Linked DNA regions of Sus scrofa: region 2 is linked to region 1. The links are chromatin contacts, called in public HiChIP or PLAC-seq maps. All regions are on one chromosome and are shown on one strand. The core of a region is the stretch at or near the end of the contact, and the rest is flanking DNA. Distances in the headings are between cores, read along the strand shown.

What was found. HiChIP or PLAC-seq counts read pairs in DNA pulled down with a chosen protein or histone mark.
Region 2: an H3K27ac HiChIP or PLAC-seq map of alveolar macrophages shows a contact between it and region 1. The contact joins two enhancer-like sites. A contact is called at or near these places in 2 of 5 promoter capture datasets (liver and skeletal muscle), 3 of 47 Hi-C or Micro-C datasets (liver, psoas muscle and retroperitoneal adipose tissue) and 2 of 2 datasets of contacts at active chromatin or transcription factors (alveolar macrophages and skeletal muscle).

Annotation. Positions count from the first base shown.
Region 1 is chr15:92,223,759-92,227,951 of Sscrofa11.1, forward strand. No RefSeq gene overlaps it. Among named protein-coding and RNA genes, the nearest start is that of CALCRL, 54 kb to the right of the region's middle. Within about 2 kb of position 2,028, at least 4 of the 83 cell types and tissues checked have an H3K27ac peak or open chromatin away from gene starts, as enhancers often do. A contact at or near this core is called in alveolar macrophages, where this site is marked.
Region 2 is chr15:92,333,544-92,337,736 of Sscrofa11.1, forward strand. No RefSeq gene overlaps it. Among named protein-coding and RNA genes, the nearest start is that of TFPI, 49 kb to the right of the region's middle. Within about 2 kb of position 2,113, at least 2 of the 83 cell types and tissues checked have an H3K27ac peak or open chromatin away from gene starts, as enhancers often do. A contact at or near this core is called in alveolar macrophages, where this site is marked.

The DNA of each region.
Region 1 (4,193 bases), core at 778-3,277:
TTCAGCTCTTCCCTATGCATCTGTCTCTTCCTTCTTCTAGGGAGAATTGCTAAATGTATAGTCTAATCCATTAACACTCACAAATACAACTCAAGAGCTAATGTTAATGAAAAATCTACAGTCACAATGAAGAGAGACTGTAAAACAAGAGTTTATCACCATACAATCTTGAAAATACCTTTGGCTGAGATGAAAGAGACATGCTCAAGAGGAAATTAAAGACTCCAGAGGCAGTTAATCTAATTTGGAATAGGACTAACTGAATTATGAAGGCAAAATCAACCTTCAGGATTTAAATGAATTATAAATACAAAGATCCCTTCACTATTCATCAGTTTATATCAAGATATGCAATTTGATTTAAAAATTTCCTGTCTTGGACAGGTTTCTGAAAAGTGATCTGAGTAGGAATGAGGAATAGAATGAGTTCTCTATTGTTACAATGGATCATTCATCACTCAGAGGTGAGACTTCACATGCATGATATGCTTAGAGACACTGAATTTTGAAGGATATGGATTTGAAAATGCATCCTGACTTTTAGATTTCTTTTCTTAATCAAAGTAAAAATGTTTTATCTTTGATAATGGTGTTGATGTTTTCTACTGATGTATTATTATTGTTAGGAAACCAGCTGTTTAAGATTTAAATCATACCATAGAGTTGCTGTGCTCTGATAGCAAGAAAATCATTTGAGAATTTCTTTTAATATGTTGGATCTTCAGGTTCTTCTGAACTATTAGTTGCCAACATTCCTATAATATTTTAAAATAATTCTAGGTTTTGATTTTAAGAGCTGCCTGTTAGTTCTTCAAAGCAATGCTGTTGCACTCATTTAAAAACGAAGTCTTTCAACTAGTTGAATCAGCATTGCCTGGGAATATATTCAAAATGAAGCTTCTTGGGTACCCCCAGACTGACTGAATCAGAAACTCTGGGGATGGGGTTAATTGGTATTCTAATAAGCTCTCTGAGGATTCTGATACATGTTCAATTTTAAGAACTACCCCTCTTCTAAACTATTGCTTGTCACTAATTTATGTATCTTTGAACCCCTTGACAGTATGGTAAAGCCTATCAACCTTTTGTCAGCATAATATTTTTAAATACCCAAAGTAAAATATATAGGTTGTCAGAGAAATAGGTTATATTGAAATTTAATTATCCAAATATTAAAAACAAATTTGTGATACAATAATACATGTGCTTCTTTATATATTTAACTAACAAGTCCAAGGGCAAGTCTAATTACTATCATAGTTTAAAATATTGGTGATCAAAAAGTTATTTCCAGATATCTGTAACAATTACATGATATGACTGTATCTGTGATTTGTATTGGTGAGAGTCACAGGTATTACTAATGCTGTTGTGCTTTATGCCTACGTTCATAATTGAAGGAGATATTGAATTTCAGCCAGCAGTTAATGAAAATAAAAATATGAGTTTTTTTGTGCATATAAATTCATGTATCCCCTGAATTCTATCTATAAACCCTCAGGAGAGAAGCACCCTTGTAAGATGGGTGATTTTTAGCTCATCTAAAGTATGCTTATCTTATGATCTGATAAATATAATACATTATAAACAACATAGGAGACAGGATGTGAATCAAATGTGTTCTAGAAGCCATAGAATAAATTGTTCTCCCCCAGAGCACCTTGTGGCCTAACACCTGTGACAGTGAAAGCACAGCTGATTTAATAGTTTACTGGAAATTACCAGCAGTGCTACATATTTTCCTGCTTAATCATACAAGACCTTCGTTTTCATTATAGTTTTAAATTCCTTCCCACATGCTTTGTAAATCTTTAATTGTCACTTTATGCATTCATTGATACCCCCTTAGAACCTCTTAGAGCAAGTTTTCAACTTTTCACATTGTCATTGCTAGCTAGCTCCCTTTGAGGAAATGGATGTTCAGAGATCACGTAAACAAGTCAAGGTCATGGAGTTCAGGGCAGTGACTCTCATTCAGTTCCATATTTCTGGTTCTGTGTTCTGACCTTGCTGGTTATGGCTGGAGTGAGGCAGGGAGCCAATGAGACCTGGGCTGCCACGATTTGAGAGAGCTGTGTGGCCATATCAGTTGAATGAAAAGAACAAAAAGAATTCTATTTCAGCCACTGATGAAAGACTACTCAAACAGGAAATAATCAGAGTATAAAAGGAAGAATCGACTTTCATCATGAGACAGAAGAGACAATAGTCTGCTAGAAAAAAAAAAAAAAAGTTCCTATTTTGTTTATGAGACATTGTACAAAGGAATTTTTACCAGTTTCTCATTTTGGAAGCCATTATTTTAAACCCATGTCTTTGCCTTTCAGCTCCTTTTATTTGACAGATTCTTACCCTAAAGCTTGATTATCAAATGACAGTAAAAGGTTTCATGGAGGGCTTTCTTATAAATATTTTCTTCTATCTTTTCTCTTTCTGTTATGAACAGTTATACTGTTCCAGTATCAAATACTGACACTTTTCTAGCTTTAATTTTATATTTTGGAAACAGTATGATATTGACATGTTTTCAAAACTCAGTTTTATTAATCAATTGAGGATTGCCTCTGCCTTATTGATTCAACTATATTTTTTAATAGACCAGGGAAGAGAAATATTTTTTGAGTGCCTACTCTGTGCCAAGCTCTTACAATATAGAGGAAGCAGTGTAATACAGGAAATAAGATAACACACCCGATTGGGCAGGTGGGTAGAGGAAAAGGAAGTCTCTGTAGATGTTACAGCTATTCAGGAAGCCAAGGGCTGGTGGTGAGAGCACACAATAAAGGGACTACAGTGCTCGTAAGCATCTTAGTGGGGTGTAAATATCTGCAAAGGATCAGCAGTAGCAGGAATCAAAGTATGTTGGTCATGCAGAATGCTAAGTTTTCTCTTTAGCTAGGGGTCTGTAGGTAGCTGCAGGAGGAAAATTTAAGATGAAAGGTAGGGTAAATCTGTCTCATGTAGACAAATTGAGTATTTTTTAATAGGTGAAAGGGAAGGGAAAGTAGTATTTTCCATTAGTTTCTATTTTTAATTAAATTTTATTGAAGTATAGTTGATTTACAATGTGTTAATTTCTATTATATAGCAAAGTGATTCAGCCGTACATATACAGCTATCCATTCCCATATAGATTATCACATAACATTGTATAGATTTCCCTGTGCTATACAGCAGGTCCCTGTTGATCATCCATTCCATACATAAAGGTGTCTTTGCCATTCCCAAACCCTGATCCATCCCTCCCCTTGCTTCCCCTTTGGTAACCATACATCTGTTTTCAAAGTCTATAAGCCTATGAGTAAATAAGTTCACGTGTATAATTTTTAAAATTCATATTTAACATACAAAATATCTACATTTGGAGGATGAACAAAAGCAGAGAGGAGGAAAACTTGCAGTTTCTGTGCAGGAGGTAGTGGGAGGATCTTTTAAGGGAGGGGCTTCTTCATGAGAACCAGTGTCTCCAGAGAAAGAACAACTGTCCCCCCAAACTCTGATGTTTAAAGCACTCTCCAGGAATGCAGTAGAAGTTAATGCCAGGAAATGCAGAATTTTCAATGATCTTTAGAACAGTAGTGAATCTGGGTTTGAAAGTATATCAGTGGAAGAAACATAACTTTTGGAGGAACTCTGTTGCAATTCCACTTAGCAAGTCAAAGATTATTTGTTACTTTCAGAGGTGGCCCATACCTCATAGAACTGTGCAGTATAATATGTGATTGCTAAGGGTTATTAGAATAACATAAATAAAACTAGCTGTTTTTGTTGTTATTGCCAAGAATTATTGAGTTATGACTGACTTAATGGGTAAATTTGGGGTTTAGCGTGCATAATAAAAGAATGAACTATATCTGTGGATAAAGAAGAAAAGGAAAAGAAAGGTTTAACTGTTTAATATGTGCTTTCCAAATGGGGTCAGGGAAGGTTTAGAGAAGTTATTAAGGGAACATATAATTCATTATCCAAACTAAGAAATGTTTATTCTAGGAAAATAGCTCAGGCTCTTTCCTAGTATCTGTGGAGCCTGAGGCAAGGTTACAAATTAAAGCCCGTATATTTCACATATTCCAAGTACATAAAGGAAGGCACAACATGTTTAAGTAACTTTTTATATCTATCTTTACACATAAATATTCAAAACACCCAAGAAGATGTTTCAAATTCAGATGTCTCTGAATTCTCAGGATCCT
Region 2 (4,193 bases), core at 863-3,362, 110 kb after region 1:
AAATTAGGTAATATTTAGAAATAGATATTATTATGATTACTGAATTCTTAGTAAATTTGAGGTCGGAGGCACTGAGATATTGGTAAATTACTGTGATTCCAGAACAAAATGAGCTTCTCACAATCCTTGTAGACTAACAAAGGGTGACAGGATGACGGAAAGAGAATTCATATTTTTTAAACAGTGTGCTCCTGCTGAGATTTTTTATTACATGGATCCATGGAAGAAACTTATTACGTAATTGTTGATTTTAAGATCAATAGGATCAAGGTCAATAAAGAATAAAAATACATATAAGAATAGGATACATACTAATCTCTATCAGTTATAAAGCTTTAAGAAACTAGTATCTATTTGATTTGGGGGAGAAAGAAATTAACCAGAAGTTGCAAGATTATAGAATGTTGTTATTTCCAGTTAGGGCTTGGTTTTGTTTTACTTTCGGAGGCTGCTGAGATGTACTTCATTTTGAGCTCTTTCTTTTAGCCCATGAGAAGAAAAGTTAATGTTGCAGATTATGGCTGACTCCATAAACAGTGGCTCTTTAATCAGAGTACCAAGTGGATATTGCCAGGTGAAAGCTCTACTGAATTCTGCTCAGAGAACTGTTAAGAAATAAATACAAAGCACTGTGATTGGACCAAGAGACATGAAATTCCAGTGCTGATTCTGAAACCTTCTAGTGTGACCTTTGACAAAACTTTTTAGGTCTTGCTGTTCCCAACTTAAAATCCAGCAGAATCTGGAGTTCCCGTTGTGGCTCAGCGGAAACAAATCTGACTAGGAACCATGAGGTTGTGGGTTTGATCCCTGGCCTTGCTCAGTGGGCTAAGGATCTGGCATTGCCTTGAGCTTTGGTGTAGGTCGAAGACGTGGCTTGGATGGTGTTGCTGTGGCTGTGGCGTAGGCCAGTGGCAACAGCTCCGATTTGACCCCTAGCTTGGGAACCTCCATATGCCGTGGGTACAACCCTAAAAAACAAACAAACAAAAATTTAAAAAAGAAGAAAAAATAAAATAAAATTCTGAGCAGAATCAAATACTAGACTTTAATATGTACCCGAGACCCTGTCTCATCTCTCGTGCTTGGTATATTATCTGACCCCTATAAAGAGATCAACATATAGCTTTTGAATTTATATTATAAAAAACTGAAACTTTTTCCAATAAGTTTGTAAAAGTATTATTTTTTCCAAAGATTCATTGATTCTATTTGCCCAACATTAGTTAAGTCTAGTGATTGAAAAAAAATCTATGCTTTGAATTTATAAGACTCTTAAACCAATCCTTTTTCCTCTACTATGCATCAAGTGCTATACTAAATGGAAAGCCTAATAGAAATTGTAGTATTTATATATTTAAATAATTGGTCAAGCACATAGTTATACTCCATGAAGGCCCTTGGATAGTTTTTATTAATATCATTTAATAGCCTTATTTAGAAATAACTGGTAAACTGCATCCCACTAATCATATTCTTCAGAGTCACCATTTTATAAACTCCAGGTGAAATAAATGGAATGAGGCCTTTCAGGAATCATTCTGGATATGAGAGTCAGGCGAAAAGATGGATCATGGGACCTCTCAACAGTGAAACAGACAACAAATATTTGGTAAAGTGGAGCAGAACAAAATGAAAATGTTTTGATAATCAATTAGGTAATTCTAGCCAGTGAGACATCAATACATCAGTTCAACCTGATATATCTTAATTATTTATAAAATAATCTTTTCCCAGAATAGACTGAAGACACTTGCAATCATTTAATAAGTAGTGATCAAACCTATATTTTGAGCTAGATGTTGTACTAGTTGTGTTGGGGAGTTAAGGAAAAAATAGGGTATATTCTGTTATCTAGTTGTTTACAACATAGATTTGACTAGCACATGAAGACAAATTCTCTGCAATCAGCAACTAATACTGCTAATACAGAGTCTAGATGTAACCATGCAGAGCACTCAGTAAGGTTTTCTATAGAACCAGGAATGAAGTATGACATATATAATAATAATTAGTCATACTTGTCCTTTTCAGAATCCTACATGCAGGATTGTGCCTACATTTGTGGTCCCATGTAAGGCTCACAAGGGCCGTAGTTCTCCAGTAATGAGTATTAATTACCATGTGAAATGGACTTTGACTAACACTCAGGAGGAAGCTATCTCAGAATCTCTGGATTACTGTTTATATTATTTGACTAACTTAAGTCACATTTGACCAAAAATGTGGTTTGGGTAGAACTGACCACTTATTTTGAAATCATGTGGCTACTGCCTTGGAGCATAGTTTTGCCATGAAAACAAAACAAAACACTTTTAAATGAAACATAACAGACTGTCCCTGATGAGAGTGCAAGAAAAAAAAAAATTGAGAATTATTTCTGTAAAGTTTTTTAGGTATTATGTTATGAGTTAATAATTCCTCTTTATTCTTAATTGTTTGAAAGTCATTATGTACACCCAGAGATAATTTATACATCAACAAAATTGTGTATGCTATGCTTTGTTCGAAATGTACCAATAATTTGAGGAGAAACACATTTTTTTATACTCTACATCAAAAAAATCCTAGTTAGAAAATAAGTTGACCTGACCTTCTATTATTTTACCTAAATTGCTTAGTATTTTTCAAGTTATTTTTATTACTTAATGAACTGTATTTGGTTAAAGGACCCAGATCTGATGTCTAGACTATTGAAAGTGAATATGTTATTTTCCATTACTAAAATCGATTTCACACTAATTTGAGCCTCTCCTTTCCACCAAAGGGCTAGCTGTTGCTAGAATAAAGAACTGGCAGTGGCAAATGAGATATGCTGTGGACTAATTAAAAATAAGTTTTAAAATATAACAAAATCATAAAGCTCACAAAATGAACTCCCCTAAATGGGTGCCCCTGTTTGCTAGGGCAGTTTCAGTTTTTATTTTTGTGCTCAGTGTCCTGGTTTGGATGAAAAATTATATGTGGTAACCCTAGCTATACTTATCCATATTGTACTGACAAGTGGCACATAAATACTGAGAGTAATTCATCTGGAAAAATCTAATCACTACTCCTGAAAGAGTTTAAAATAGTTCTTATTTCTAGGCTAGTATTAGCTGGTATATACTCTGGATATGAATTGTGGATTTATTCTGAAATGCTTCTTATTTGCTGAGTATCAGTCTTGATTTTGAAAATAAATTGTTTAACTTTTGTGTTTATGCGTGTTGACCCAAGTAGCATTTGATTAAATGACCACATATTATATTTTGCTTAAAAGATTAATAATTAAGTTATAGAGATGCCAAATGGCATGAATGTTTTCCCAGTACAGACTATTTTATTCCACTATTGTCATATTTATATAACTTGTAAAATTATTAGCAATTTATATTCTCTTTTCAATAATTGATTCATGTTTAACATCACTATTGTATACAGTGAAAGCTTTTAAATATAAGGAAATGTGTAACTATAATACATATATTAAAGAATTATATTAAAGAATAAACAATGTATCTGCCTAAGAGTTCTTTACACCTTTGAGAAAGCTATCATTTTTTTAATACTCAGCTTCGAGGAATTGAGTGTTATCTACAGTCTCATCCTGCCATCTAGCGTTAAACATTCTCAAATTACCAAAGTTGCTCTCTAGATGAAGTAATAATGCAATTGTCTTTTTTTTTCTTTAAAGAAAAATCCCAATAACTTTGGAAGACTCCTAAGAAAACATTCTGATGATGTTTTGAGATGACTAGAGTTATAATAGACTATACAATCAAAGTAGTATATATAGTGACAAGATGGCAAACAATCATTATAAATGTTAAAATATAAGCAAAACACTACAAATTAAAATGGCATACTAAAGGGTCGGTTAGCTCAGTTGGTTAGAGCATGGTGCTGATAAAATGACATGCCACCTTTGGTCTTTCAGTTAATGTACATGTCACATATATGTACAACATATATATGTAACACACATATATTTAAATATTGTAAAGGATCTAAAGCTGGACAACTCTAAAGCCCATGGCTAGGCCAAAGTAGATTAACTCCTACATACCTGATTGGAAATATGTCACGTTTTTGAAAGCTCACAACAGTGTAAAGTGTTTCTCACATCTGATAAACAAAGCCCTCACTATATTCAAGCATGAAAAATATTTGTTTTACCATTATGTGGTAGAAAAAAAAATCAATGATTAATT